3 separate regions of the Mus musculus genome follow, and all the other regions are linked to region 1. Evidence: chromatin contacts called from public Micro-C and promoter capture Hi-C data. All regions are on one chromosome and are shown on one strand. The core of a region is the stretch at or near the end of the contact, and the rest is flanking DNA. Distances in the headings are between cores, read along the strand shown. Region 1 holds the start of Cdca7l (cell division cycle associated 7 like). Region 2 has its middle 19 kb from the start of Gm31482. Region 3 holds the start of Rapgef5 (Rap guanine nucleotide exchange factor (GEF) 5).

Region 1 (4,646 bases), core at 963-3,462:
TTGGAATGCATGTGGGTGTCTCCCTGGCTCAGGTATTGCTCAGAAACCTCCTCCTATGCGGCCGCTCTTTGCGGGAGCATCCTGGGAGTGTTATGCTTTCCAAAGGGAGGAATTATAGTTACTGCTGTGTGAGAGGACAGTGTGCTGCCTGCTGGGCCCTGTCACACCGGGGGTGCAGCCAAGCTGCCTCTCTGGTTACTTGACTATTTATAAGGCTAGAGACTGGAAGATTGCAAAATTTAGCATCTCTCGGTTCAACGGTCTTCTCATCTGCACTCACCTGCCACCCCACAGAACCACTCACAGACCATGTCAATGAAGATGACTGTGCTCACTTTTAAACTATGAGGAGCTTACAAACAGAAAAAAAAATTCATCTTAATTTGTGCTACCAATTAAGAGATCTTTATAGGTGTGTGTATGATCATCTTATACATAGTAATCTGCCCTAATTGGTGTATAATGGGTAGGATGTAATTTGTAGATTGCCCCCTCCCCCCCCCAGTAAATAGTTTATTAAAGCTTCACAGTGTAACAATAAAATGTTCCGGTCTAGCTGCACAGTTTAATACATCCTGAATTTTCAAATGCCCTGAATACAGGGATCCTAGTTGCAAAGAGCTTTCCAGTAAAGTGACAGGTTTTGGAAATGATACAGTGAGTTACATTTTCTGAGGAACTACGAAAGCTCCTGTCTCTTTCCACCAGGCTGGAGCTGCAGCCCAGTTTGCAGATTTTGCCTAACATGCAGGAGGCCCAGGGTTCACCCCCAGCACATCATACACCAGGCATCCAAGCAGGGAAAGAATCCTGAATCTAGAAGTGGAGGCAAGATCTATAATCTGCTCTACAGAAAGTGGAGACCACTCTGTGATGAATGAGACTGTCCTGAAAAAACAAAGCAATTTCACTTTCCCTTTCCAAAGGTGTTTTGTTACTTCCTGGAGAAGCTCAGGCTAGCCACGTGCAAAAGCAAAACAAAAACAACAACAAAAACCCTAAAGCCTGAGTCTAGCTCAGTACAGTTTTTCTTTTCTCCCTTCACTGGTGAAACCTTTTAAAATACTTTCTCACAAACCTCCACTTTCAGGACATTCTCAGCGGTCACTAACTGGACAAAGTGGCCACTGGTATCTAGCCAGCTAGCTAGTTCTCTAATTTGCCAGCACAAAGGTAAGTGCCAGACCTGGGCAGGCCAGGTCTGGTAAAGCTTGGGCGCTGTTCCACCAGGCTCAGAGTCTACAGGTAGACTACAGGGGTAAACGCAGTTCAAGAAAGGCTACATTCATGTAAAATATCCCGCACCCCACGAGCAGGGGGCTGGCCATTCCTTCTCTTTTCAAAGTTTTTCTTAGTTCATTTTTAAAAATGATTTGCTTATCACTATATTAAAAAGTGTGTGTCTGTTTAGGTGTCTTGTGGTTGTCGTTTTTTTAACAGAGTGATAATTTTAAGTAGAGAAAAACCTTGAGACTGTAAACTAACAGAAATCACAATCCTGGCACGCAATGACCCTTTGGAAGACTTATTCTCAAGTGTTAGTGAAGTTTCAAAACTTAAATTAGACCCATAATGCATAATGGATTTGCCCTTCGCTTAAGATTTGCAATCTTGAAGTTGTTTGTTAACTTGGCCTAAAGATGTTACTTACCATTTGCCAAGTAGTAAATTTATTAAAGTTCTAGAATAAAACCTACAGCAACTCAATAAAAGACTGGTATAGTGTGAGTCTCGAGATTTCTTTCTTTCTTTTTTTTTTTTTTTTTTTTTTTTAATTGCTTTTTTCTTAATCTTCCTGACCTCTGGTGCCAGTTCCGGCGAGGAAGGGGGTTGGGGAGAAATTGCACGCTGCCCTCCCGCGCGCCCCTCCCCCAGGTCTCGGGGCGCTGCACCCCGTAGCTCCCGGCCTGCAGCTCCAGAATAGGCATCCCCACCTGAGCCCCGGCTGCAGGGGCCAAACCTGCAGACCCGGGGTGGTACAGCAGGGAGCCACGCGCACTCCTACAGGACCTAAGTTCCCAGCACCCGGCCCTCCGCGTGGACCAGCCCGGCAGGACAGGGCGGGGCGGGGCATGCAGAAAGCGGCCGGGGACCAGGGCTGGGGGAAACCCTCACCTGGGAGCGCGTGGCCAGCTCCATCTTCCCTGCTGGGCTCACTTCCCTGAGCCCTGCACGCGGCCACCCGGGCTGGCGCGGCCCCGAGCACGCAGCGCGCGGAGTTTGCCGTGGAACAGCGCACTGAGTTCAGATGGGGGGGACAGCGCGGCTCCGCGCGCACCGCGCAACCTCGCACAGCCTCGGGCCACGCGCCCGCACCCGGGCCTCTCCACCTGCGGTCCAAGCCTTAAGGCCGGCGCGGGAGCGCGCAAAGGGAGCGCGCGACCGGCATTGGCCGGCGTGTTTGGTTGCGCGGGCTTCCCCCTACCGCGCAGGTCCGCGGTGGAGCCGTCCGCTCAGGTTCGCGCGGGAGACTCAAGCTGAGGCTGCACGCGCCTCTGAGCTCCGGGTACCTGGCCCGCTCAAACTCCGCAGCGCCAACCTCCGTGTCCTCGTGGCCTGAGTTCCAGGAGTGTTGCGTAGAGGCCGCGGAGCTGGCTTTGCTTTGTTGTTGGTAAGGGGCGTGGTCTGTGCGCCTCCGAAAAAGTGGCTGCCCAATTCACTGCAAAAGCCAATCACCCAAGTTTTCTAACACTGGGCAGAGGGCGACGCAGCACCCTGCACACCACACACTACAAGCAAGACCTCCGTTCTTGCCAGAGCTCCCCAGTAAGTGCCTAGATGCTAGTCACTAGCACCTACTCACCGCGGAAATGCTGGGATAGGCCTCCTGACTCAGGAATAAACAAAAACTATCTACTAGGTTGAACTTTATGGACTGGGAGCCATTACCCCCAGGATAATATGAATAACCATAGTGATAACGCAAATCTCATGATGATGATAATTATGTCACCATCACTAATTTGATGGATAATTGAAATGATTAGTAACCTAATTCCTACCACTGATTAAAAATGATAAATCTAATAATGAAAGTGCATGGACATGTAAACTTGGAACAAGTTAGATGCCATGAGGGACTGGGGAATGGTAATCTAATGGCATGGAGTGGGCTGGAGGCATCAAAGACTTAGAGCTTGAGTCAGTAGCCTGAGGCATTTAATGAGTGGAGACAGTGGGAGGCCCAAAGCAAGCCTGAGGAGCTGAAAAATGACAAGTGGAAAGGTTTAGCACAGGATGGGGTCATGAGGTGATACAGTAACAGCTTGCCTGAGTAGAAGTTTATGCAGCCAGTCTCAGCTCCTTGGATCCAGTACTCATCCTTCTGTTGTTGCTGAATGAATAGTTGAAGTTGCCAGAATGTTCTCTCAGGCTTCAGGAGGAAACGTCAAGGAAAGAGGTGTCTTGCTTTCTTCGTTAGTTGAGCAACATGTTACCAGTGTTGGGGAATGAAGTTAAGAAAACAGTGTCTAACTTTAGAAATGCACATGGCCTGGCTTAGTTGCCTATAATCCCAGTTCTGTGGAGGCAGGGGCAGGAGGATTCTGAATTTGAGACCCTACCTCAAAACAGAAGAAAAGAAAAATGCTTTACTTCTCCCGGATAATGTGTATTATTGCTGTGACTACTTCATATGTAGTATTTCCTAGAATTCTCTCAACATTCATCCAGATACCCCTCGACAGCAGCGTTCCACCAAACCAGAAAACATTTTCAGGCTTCTAGAGTACACCCAACATTCTTTCTCCCGTTTTTCTTTTTGTTTCCTTAGGTTGCCAGGAAGAACAGTAAAAATGTATTAATCAAAGCTAGTTTTAGTCTAAGATAATTGTATCTTCCTGTGATCTAAGGGCTGTGTTTGCAGTTATTTCTATTATTATTTCTACTGTAGACTACATACAGCAAATCCCTATTGTAAAGGGAGCATTGGTTTGAAGTAGCAAAGCATTTGGAACCTAGCTATCATTGGGAACCTATTTAGACCACTGGACCTTCCCACTTTAGAAGCCTTCATTATGCAGCCTATGCTTGGTTACTTCCTGTCAGCTTGACACAAATGTAAATAGACCTAGGAAGAGGAAATCTCAAATAAGAAATTGCTTTCAACAGGTTAGCCTTTGACCATGTCTGTGAGACAGGTCCATGCCATCCCTGCATAGGCAGGCCTGGGTTATATATTATAAGCAAGCTGCCAAGTTCTGCTGCTTGGTTGGTTCTGTGGGGATCATTCTTATTCAAACCACCACAGGATTCAGTGTCCTCATCTGGCCTCTGCTGACACTTCATGCAGGTTTTGTGTGTGTGTGTGTGTGTGTGTGTGTGTGTGTGCGCGCACGCACACAGGTAAAACATCCAGGCACATAAAATAAAAACGAATCCACTAAAAATGTTTCTTTAAGGGAATAAGAACTGTCTATAGTTCCCTGAATGGATGAGATGTGAACCTTGGCATAAGAATCCACCACTGTCAACCTGCCACTCTGCTGCATGTTGAAGACTTCAGAGGTACTTCACAAACAGCAGATGCAAGATGATCTGCTGCAGGACTGGTAAGATGGCGCAGCGGTTAAGAGCACAGACTGCTCTTCCAAATGTCCTGAGTTCAAGTCCCAGCAACCACATGGTGGCTCACAACCATCCATAAT
Region 2 (4,646 bases), core at 1,137-3,636, 400 kb after region 1:
ATCTAGTTTCAATCCAGACTTGGCACTGTAATGCTTATATCAAGAATCTCCTGTCTCTCTATCAACCAACCAGACCTCCTAGAGCTCTCAGAGACTAAGCCATCAACCCAAGAGTACACATGGTTCCAGCTGCATATGTAGCAGAGGATGCCCTTGTCAGGCATCAATGGGAGGAAAGGTCCTTGATCCTATGAAGGCTCGAAAGATGCCCCAGTATAAGGGAATGATGACAGGGGGGTGGGAGTGGGTGGGTAGGTGGAAGGGAGGATGGGATGGGGGTTTCCAGGAGGGAGGAAACTGGGGAAGGGGATAACCTTTGAAATGTAAATAAAGAAAATATCCAATTTAAAAAAAAAGGCACACACACACAAAAAGAATCTCCTGTCTCAAGTTTGTATAAACTGTTCTTACCACTTATTCTTTTCCTCATCAATAAATGCTGACCACCCAATGGGTGGGCAGAAGAGAGAATAGAGTGGGATGTTCCACTAGCAAGAGGAAGGAAAGAGGGAGATTCAGATGGGTGAGAAAGATGGAGGAATTGGAGCCATGAAGAAGGGGTGAAAAGGTCAGCTCAAGAACTTTGGGAAGGTCATGAAACACTCACCCATCCAGAAGGGAGGGGCTACTTAGCATTTCTCAGACCACAGGTTGGGCCCTGGTAAGCTAAGGCTCCCCGGAGTCTTACAGGGGTCCAAGAGAAGCAAATCAATAATAATATACAGGTATTGTGGGAAGGGGCTGGGAGGTAGCCAGATTGGTAGACATTTAAGGCACATCATTTGACTGCTCAGATAATACGGTAAATAAAATTTATTTATTTTAAATAAATCTTGTTTCCCCTGGGACGTTACTGGGGATTAGCATGAGGTGAATAAATACAGCCCCCAGATTAATTCACCATTTACATTTATAATAAGAATAATTTATTTACATTCAAGCTTTCCCAGTATCTTTGGTACTTGTGGCTCCTCCCAACACTTCTCACCCCACTTCCTACCCTAAACCTCTCCCTCCCAGGGCCTGGGCTTCTGTTTCCCTTGCCCCAGCCTGATACCTACATAACTCAACTATTTTGGCCTGGGCCGGGCCACCTCTTACTGAGGTCCAGGTCCACTCTCTTTCTCTCCCTTTCTGCCTTTCTTCTCGTCGTCTGGTTTGGTCCCTTGGCCGTGTTCAGCCTGGACTCTTCTTCCCTCTGCCTGCTTTCTCCCTTTTATCTACAATAAATATCCCCATACTTTAGGAGTAGTCACATCCTCCTTTTACTCGTGATTTCATTCACCTATCTCATTCTCCGCACTGTGAGTCATGGCTGGGCAGGGCCCAGTGAAAACTGGCAATTAATGTCTTTGCTGATCTGGTTCTACCGTTACCCTACCTGTGTGCCCTTATTGTGCCTACTTTGGCACGGGGAGAAAAGGAGAGGGGGGGGGGTAAAATGAAATATGCAATCTCTTCTATTTTTAGGGAGGTGTCTTTGGGAATCACACCCACCCATCCTGAGGAAGCCCACAGACAAAATGTCCCATCAGCCTGGAGGCTGCCTTAGCAGACCGTGGCAACAGGAGACACAAGGACCCCAGGCAGAACAATAGGGTGGATTGTGCCTCTCACGGGAATTTTACTTCTGACTCTGAATAACAAGTTTTGATCTCAGGCTTGCTGCCAGCTAGCAAGCGAAACCCTTCCAAACGTAGGTTTCCCCCTGGAGACTTAAGAGTTTCACCTAGGAACTTGGTGTGGATGAGCTATGCTATGCACACAGTACGGCCATGTAAAAACGGTCAGGAAACTCACGGTCCTGAGCTATTAGACGAGAGCTGGGACATGACGACAGCTCCCACTAAGCCAGCAATTGTACAGCCTGCCCTGTAAGGTGTGCGTTTCCTGCGGGTTGGATGGGATCACGGTACAAGGGAGCCACAATGACGACTGTACTGGTCGAGCTTGAGACCCATGATCCAAAGCAGAGAGGAGAAAGGGGCCCTTGTTTCTGCTGCACAGGTTCATCTCAGACGCCTGGATGGTGGGGCTAACTAGTTTGAGAATATCTGGTCAGGGCTGAAGGAGTTTCTAAATCTTTCCATATTGTTTTCAAGTGCAGCAGCACAGGTTCTCTTGGGAAAACAGCAGAGTTGAGCCATACAAGGACAAAGACTCTTGTCTGCAAGATCGCATCGAACCCCATTGTGCTTTCAGGTCAGGCCACTGATATCTGAACTCTTCAAGCTGTGTCAACCCCTCTCTCATCTCGTCTCCTGGTGCCGTGTGAGGTGCTTGAAGGAGCCAGCGGCAAAGGAAACTATAAATGCCCTTCCTTGTCCCCTCCAGCTGGCGTCCCTCAGAGTCCGCTGCTCAGGCGCAAAGAGGGAAGCACCTGCATCTTTCTGGGCACCTCCCAGCATGAGGCTGGCTTCCGGCCCTCAGCCTTTGAACGTTGCTTTGTGTGACCTCTCCACCTCTGTGGAAGCTGAAGTGCTCCAGCCTCCCTGCTGCAAGTGCAGGGCACCAGTTTCAGCCTGTAGCTCCCCCCCCCCCCCCAACTCCCGATTCCTAGGGCCAAGGAACCAAAGCAGCAGAGGGTAAAAGAGGGAGGGGTACAGAGGAAGGGGCGTGGCTTTCGGGAAATGGCGTCACTCTCCTGATTTCACTCTGTTGGGGTGGAATGAAACAACCACTCATCATCAGTGAAGCTTCTTTCCCCTTGATGAACTGGAAAAGCTATAACTGGAGGACTTTTCAAAAACCAATCAATGAATAAATAGTTCCATTTCCCCCGCTTGGTTTTTATTTATGAAGTGTGGGCTGAGAGATCCCTTGTGGACATTTTAAACACAGAGGCAGGTCACAACAGCAGCTAATGGTCAGTTGTAAATGGTTCTGCAGTATGGCTGTCACTCAGAATGAGGCATCATTTAAAAAATGAGGCTGTATGTGAGATAAAGAATAATTTAAAGGCCCATTGGATGACAGTATTCACACTTCGTTGAGCAGAACAGCCAGGTAGTTATTTAAAAGACTCTCGCCAGGTTGGGAGTCTTACATCTCTAATCCTAGCACTCTAGAAGCTAAGAAAGGAGGGTCTATGAGAGAGTTCAGGAGCAACCTGGGTTACATAAGTGATTTCTCAGCCAGCCTGAGCTACAGAGTGGGACTGTTAACAAACCAAACTAACACCCCACATAGACCCAGAAGGCTGGTTCCTGGCCCCTGAGATTTGATTCTATTGCTAGAGGCCAGGAACAAAAATTAGCCCTTGAGTCTGTAATTCCAACCTAGATCTAACTGATCCTGACTGTGCTTTGGAAAGAGGCATCAGCGAGGACATAATGTGAGATATTCAGCCAGAAGCAAACGGAGTGGTGGCTCAGCAACTGTTTCCTGCCCCCAGGACAGTAGTTTGGTTCCCAACATAGGCATTGGCTGGCCTCACAACCACAGACAACTGTACTCACAAGCACATACACCCAAACACACACATGCACATTTTTTAAAAAAAGAAATCTATATGTTGAATTTGAGAACGAGAGCTCAACAATCCATTTTCACAATCCCCCAGATGATCAATCATACCTCACACTGAAGGCAGAGAGGCACTTGTCCCAACTCTCTACAGACACTGATGAGCAGACTGCTCTCGATCATTTTGTGGAAAAGCAACCTCGTGTGCAGAATTCTGCTTTTTCTAACAAGCACATCTTGAGACAGAGTTAGAGCTGTTTGGAACATGCAGGCTTTACTTCAGAGAGAGACTAACTCCAGGGTAGTCCTCAAATTCAACCTCCCCAGTTTCTGTGTCTTTGAAACAGGAATGCTGCCCACTCCATTAGGGTGCTCTGAGGAGTGGAAAAGCTGGAAAGCCTTGAGCCAGTGACTGGTGCTCAGCAGAAACTCAATGTATAATTTTCCTTAAACTAATGGGAATCTGGAATGAAAAAAGATTATCTATGTATGTATCTATGTATGTATCTATAAATCTATAATGTATCTATGTATGTATCTATATATCTATGTATATATATATGTATCTATGTATGCATGTATCTATATATCTATGTATCTATGTACATATGTATGCTTGTATCTATCTATATCTGTCTATGTATGTATCTATATATCTATGTATCTATGTATGTATATATGTATGCATGTATCTATCTATCTACCTACCTATGTATGTATATATGTATGTATGTATGTATGTAATGTGTGTATGTATGTATGTATGTATCTATCTATCTATCTATCTATCTATCTATCTATCTATCTATCTATCTATAGACGGGGTCTCACGAAAACATACTGTGTACCCAAACCAAGCCTTGAACTTGCTGGAGATGTTTTTTTTTTTTTTAAGATTTATTTATTATATGTGTATGAGTATGCTGTCACTGTCTTCAGACACACGAGAAGAGAGCATCAGATCTCCTTACAGATGGTTGTGAGCCACCAAGTGGTTTCTGTGAATTGAACACAGGACCTCTGGAAGAGCAGTTGGTGCTCTTATCTGCTGAGCCATCTCTCCAGCCCCACTTGCTGGAGAGTCTTAACCTTGCTAGGATTAAGACTTCCGGCTTCGTTTTCCAGAAAGCACCCAAGACTTATTTTTTACATTCCTTGATTTAAGGCAAATGTGTGAAGAA
Region 3 (4,646 bases), core at 1,265-3,764, 310 kb after region 1:
AGTTTCACTTTTTTACAGTTGATAAACTGTAAGCTATAAGATGAAATAAACCTTTCTTCCCATGCTTTTGTTTATGGTGTTTTATCACAGCAACAGAAAGCAAACTAAAATAGTCTCCCCTGAAGCAGAAGGAGGGAGAAACTGATAAAAGTGGGAGTTTCCCAACAGTGAAAAACTTGACACTCAATCTTTTAAGAGAGACATGCATTTAAGCTCTTAAAGAACTAATACAATGTAGTGTGACTGAAGAAGAATTAGTAAAGTAGCTTGTTTGAAGAGCCCATATACAGAGTAGTTTGAAAGTTAGGGCCAGTCTGCATATTGACAGGGCAAACATCATCATCCCAGGCAGCAAGAAACTAGAGTCCCTGTGTAGATGAATGCTGCAGATGGATCTGTGGACAATTCCTGTCACAGACTTCCCGGCTGCCCATGTCTTCAGCATTCTGTGCCGTGGAAAAGTAACTGTCAAGGATAATAGGAACACAATTTGACCTACTTTCTCCTAGATTCTTGCAAAGTCTATAATTCTGGGTCTTGTGTTTATTTAGCCACCCTATCTTGAGGACACACTTCCTGCCTTTCTTTGTAAGCAATCCTATACACCACACATCAAGATTACTGTGTGGAGTGGATGGAGTTAGGGATTCTTATGGAAGAGTAGGGGAAAGGACTGAGGTCCCGAAGGGGTTAGGAACTCCACAGGAAGACCAAGAGAGTCAACTAGCCTGGATCCTTGAGGCTCTCAAGAGACTGAACCATCAGCCAGAGAACACACACAGGCTGGACCTAGGCCTCCCTACACATATGGAACAGATGTGCAACTTGGTCTTCACATGGGTCCCAAACAACTGGAGAGGGGGTTATCCCAAAAAGTGTTTCCAGTCTGTGGGCTATATTCTTCTAGCTGGACTGCCTTGTCTGGCCTCAGTGGGAGAGGACGTGCCTAGCTCTGCAGTCTTGATGTGCCAGGGTAGGGAAAAAAACCAGGGGAGCCCACCCACTCAGAGAAGGAGAGGGGCGAAGTGTTGTAGGAGGAGGTGACCGGAAGTGGGGGGGCAGTGAGCGGAATGTAACGTGAATTAAAAAACCATGATTACTGTGTGGGCAATTCTAAAACTTTCCTGGTGGCTGACTTAAAAATTATCTAATTGCATGAGAGAATCCTAAGAACAATCCTTTAAGGTAGCACCGAAGAAGAAAATACCTAGGAAAGGGAAAACACAGCCTGGAGAACAAGAACTGTAGCAATTCAGATCCTTGCCCATCTATAGGAAGCCACGACAGAACAAATGCTTCCTCAGCCCTTAGGTTTCCGCAAGCCAATAACATCACAGGAGCTGTGAGTCTCCAACTACTGTCTCCTTTCATGACATATAACTAAGACTTCTAGTCAAAAAAAAAAAAAATCACACCATTGTTACGATTTTTCAGTAAATACTACATAATAATCAAAAAATAATTTTTAAAAAAAGTATGAGTAGGATGTACCAAGGTATTCCCAAGCTCTGCTGAGTAGGAAGGAAGTCAGTGAGAGCTTACTGGGGCTTTCTTGAGTGGCTTGAGGATCACCAGGATGACAAGCAGGCCCTCCTTTTAACATAAAAAACATGTCTGGCCTGCTCAGGTCGTGAGATGCACTTACAACACAAGGAATGCTCCTTCACCAGGAAGTCATATCTGAACACACCATCAGAAAGTCGATATTTGAGATTCCCGGGGGTCCGACCCTCTCCCGCTCTAGGGGGCGTCCCGGAGTACTGAGTGCTCCCAGCGCTAGCAGCTCACCCAAGCTCTTCCAACTCCTAAGTCTCCCCCTCAGCAGTGGCGGCTGCCAGGGCAGTCCCGACGCCCAGACACTGCTGAGTCTTCCAAAACAAGCACGCACGTCGCAGGCCACCTGCAAACAGGACCTGCGGGAGGCCTAAGACTTTCTGTGAGACGGGGCTGGTTGACTCAGTCACCGGACACCTGCAGCTTCCCCACAGAAAGCAGCAAACAGCCCTTCTTCCTGCGATGCCCCGGCGCCCGGGTGCGCTCAGGTGCATCTAGGGGGAAGGGTGGCCGTCGCAGCCCGAGGGGCGCCCCCTAACCCCGACGTCCCAGGCCCCGCTCCAGCGGAGTCCCGCCACCTCCCCAACTTCCAGCCACGGCGTGGCGGGCCCGCGGGGCAGTCGAGGGCTCCACGTGCGCGCCCGGGCCACTCACCCGGGCGCCGGCGGCGCTCCGCTTCCTCCGCAGCGTGAGCCCGCTCCGCAGCAGCGCAGGCAGGTCCCTGAGGCGCGGCCGCAGAGACGCGGCGGGCGGCTCGCGCTCCGGCTCCCGGGCGCTCGGGCTGCGGCGCAGAGGGCCATCGGCCGGGGCCGCCGAGGCCAGGGCCGGACTCTCGCAAGGCGGCTGCATCTTGACAGAGCCCACCGCCATCCTGATGCCCTGACGGTTGCGGCGGCGCCCGCGGCTGCTCTCCTCCGCGCTCGCCTCCGCGCCTTCGCCAGGCAGCGAGAGGGCGCGACTGCGGCTCAGGCGCGGGACGCGCTGCCAGCCGCTGCCCATTGGCGCGCGCCCGGCTGGGAGCCTCGGCCCCGCGCACCGCCCCGGCCCCGCCCAGGTGCTCCCCGCCCCGCCCCGCCGCTCACCTCCGGACGGCTGAGACACTCCCACCGCCCGCGGAAGGGGCCCTGGAGCGGCGAGTGCTCTGAGCCTGCATAGGTGCGCCATTCCCAAAAACCTCCTCCCGGACCCATTCCCCCGAGTCTAAAAAGTCCCTTTGCTCCAGCCAGGAGTGGCCTGGACTGCGACCCAGAAGGCTCAGAGGTCTTCCTCCCTCCGGCGCTTAGCCTAGCCCCACAGCACAGTCGGTATCCTAGAAAATGTTCAGAATTGGTTTCTTGGGACAACATTGCCCACTCAGTGGTCGGTAGGCGCGCTCCTCATAAAAGGGGGAGCGGAGAAAACTAGTTGGGTTTGATGGGTGCTTAGTAAAATAGGTGCAAGTCTGGTGGCCCGAAGATGAATCTCTGTTGACATGTTGGAACCTGACCTCCCTGGAAGCCTTCTGTGTCTGGTGAATGTGCTTGGTAAACTGTAAAGGCTTAGCGCAGCATGAATCACTGCTTATACAATTCCAGGAGGTAGGAATTGTGGAGTGCTCAGTGGAAACCATTCCAGGAAGGCCTTCAACTCCAAGGGGTTGTGAATCTTCAACAAGGCCTTTAACCCCTCAGCACTAGGACGCTGAGACCCACTCTTTACCTATGACCGCCAAAGATCTGAAAAACCTTTAAAATGACAAGTAAGGATCCTTGACAAGGTTACTATCTCACACAGCAGATGTTTGGCCAAGTGCACACGGGAAATGTGGCCGAGTAGGGAGAGTGGAGATCTTGCCCTTAAGAAAAGGGAAATTCAGCCTGATGTAGATAAATACTAAGAGGAAATCAGGTAGTCCCTAAACTCTTGCTAATTATCAAGTGAATGTAAATACTAAAACCTCCTGGGAAGAGCAACCTAAGCCAGGCCAAGAAATTTACACAATGTCTTAAAGCTTAGAGCCCTTCAAGGAGATTTGAAATTGTGATTTCAAACTCTTAGGTGGCTCACATAGGGCCAGAGGGAGCCTTTGGACCTGGAGGCTATGTCCTGTTAGAGAAGGGTGATGTCATAATGAAGAAGTCGGGGGAAATAGAATTTGTGTTGTCCGCTTACTGCAGAAGACTTACATTTTGTCCCCTTAACCTATGTACATTTATTGAGAAGGAGTCAGTAATGAGCTCTATAGTCTGTTATGGTTTCCAAATGTCTGTGATGCAGATTTATCCAAGAATGAAACTCTACATCTGTATCTCTAACATCAGTCTCTTGATTTTTAGGTTAAAATGTGCCAGCTAAGGGGTTGGTACTTGGTTCCAAGGAGTTCCCAGGACACTCCTAGTTAACATTCTGATCTGTGGGGCCTTCTGCCAGTCATATCATCCCTGAGAAGTAACATTTGAATTATCTATGACTTCACTCCGCTACAGAAGAGATCGCATATGTTCTGTCTCCTAGTTGACATTCTCGGTCTTCACACATGTTCAAGCAGCTTTTTTTCCTTTGGCTTTTTGTTTGTTTTTGTTTTTGTTTTTGTTTTTGTTTTTTTTTTTTTTTTTGAGTCTCCTGTAGCCCAGGCCGACCTGAGCACCGTATGTAGCCGAGGATCACGTTGAACTTTTGGCACCCCTTCTTTGTCTTCCAAGTGCTAGGATTACAGGCTTGCACTGTAATCCTAGATTCACAGATTCACAGATTCACAGTTTTCAATATAAGATTTAGGAGTTTGAAACTTACACCATAGAGTCTATAGAATCGGCCATGCCATGTATCTAAGGCACAACATCAATAAGGACTTTTGAAAAGTCTATTTAGGTTAAAGTAATAAATAATAAAGGCCACACATACTTAGCATAAAAGTAAGCAGGTGGGAACCAGGAAGGTAGTTTGTCTGCTAAGGTGATTGATTGCCTTGCAAGTCCAAGGACCCAAGTTAGATCCTAAGAAACTATGTTCAAAACCAACCAAACAAACAAGCAAACAAGAATAAGGAAGCAGGGCATAATTAGTGTCACCTCTTTTGATCCCAGGGCTGGAGAGGTAAAGACAGGTAGACC

The links. Promoter capture Hi-C pulls out the DNA fragments that hold promoters and counts their contacts. A called contact is a pair of places that touch in the nucleus more often than the background predicts.
Region 2: a Micro-C map of embryonic stem cells shows a contact between it and region 1, with 2.6 times the contacts expected there. The contact joins the enhancer-like site here to the promoter of Cdca7l in region 1. A contact is called at or near these places in 4 of 39 promoter capture datasets (the C10 cell line, embryonic stem cells and neutrophils), 2 of 484 Hi-C or Micro-C datasets (embryonic stem cells and regulatory T cells), 2 of 115 datasets of contacts at active chromatin or transcription factors (embryonic stem cells and large pre-B cells) and 1 of 9 other capture datasets (liver).
Region 3: a contact with region 1 is called in a promoter capture Hi-C map of pre-B cells, with 2.3 times the contacts expected there. The contact joins the promoter of Rapgef5 here to the promoter of Cdca7l in region 1. A contact is called at or near these places in 4 of 39 promoter capture datasets (the C10 cell line, liver and pre-B cells) and 2 of 484 Hi-C or Micro-C datasets (both in embryonic stem cells).

What each region holds. Positions count from the first base shown.
Region 1 is chr12:117,841,427-117,846,072 of GRCm38.p6, reverse strand. Cdca7l (cell division cycle associated 7 like) reads right to left here and starts at 2,212. Exons shown (of 10, transcript NM_146040.1): 1 at 2,116-2,212. The coding sequence starts at 2,139.
Region 2 is chr12:117,445,256-117,449,901 of GRCm38.p6, reverse strand. No RefSeq gene overlaps it. Among named protein-coding and RNA genes, the nearest start is that of Gm31482, 19 kb to the left of the region's middle. Within about 2 kb of position 2,386, at least 123 of the 459 cell types and tissues checked have an H3K27ac peak or open chromatin away from gene starts, as enhancers often do. A contact at or near this core is called in embryonic stem cells, neutrophils and regulatory T cells, where this site is marked.
Region 3 is chr12:117,531,796-117,536,441 of GRCm38.p6, reverse strand. Rapgef5 (Rap guanine nucleotide exchange factor (GEF) 5) reads right to left here and starts at 2,514. Exons shown (of 26, transcript NM_001373989.1): 1 at 2,209-2,514. The coding sequence starts at 2,424.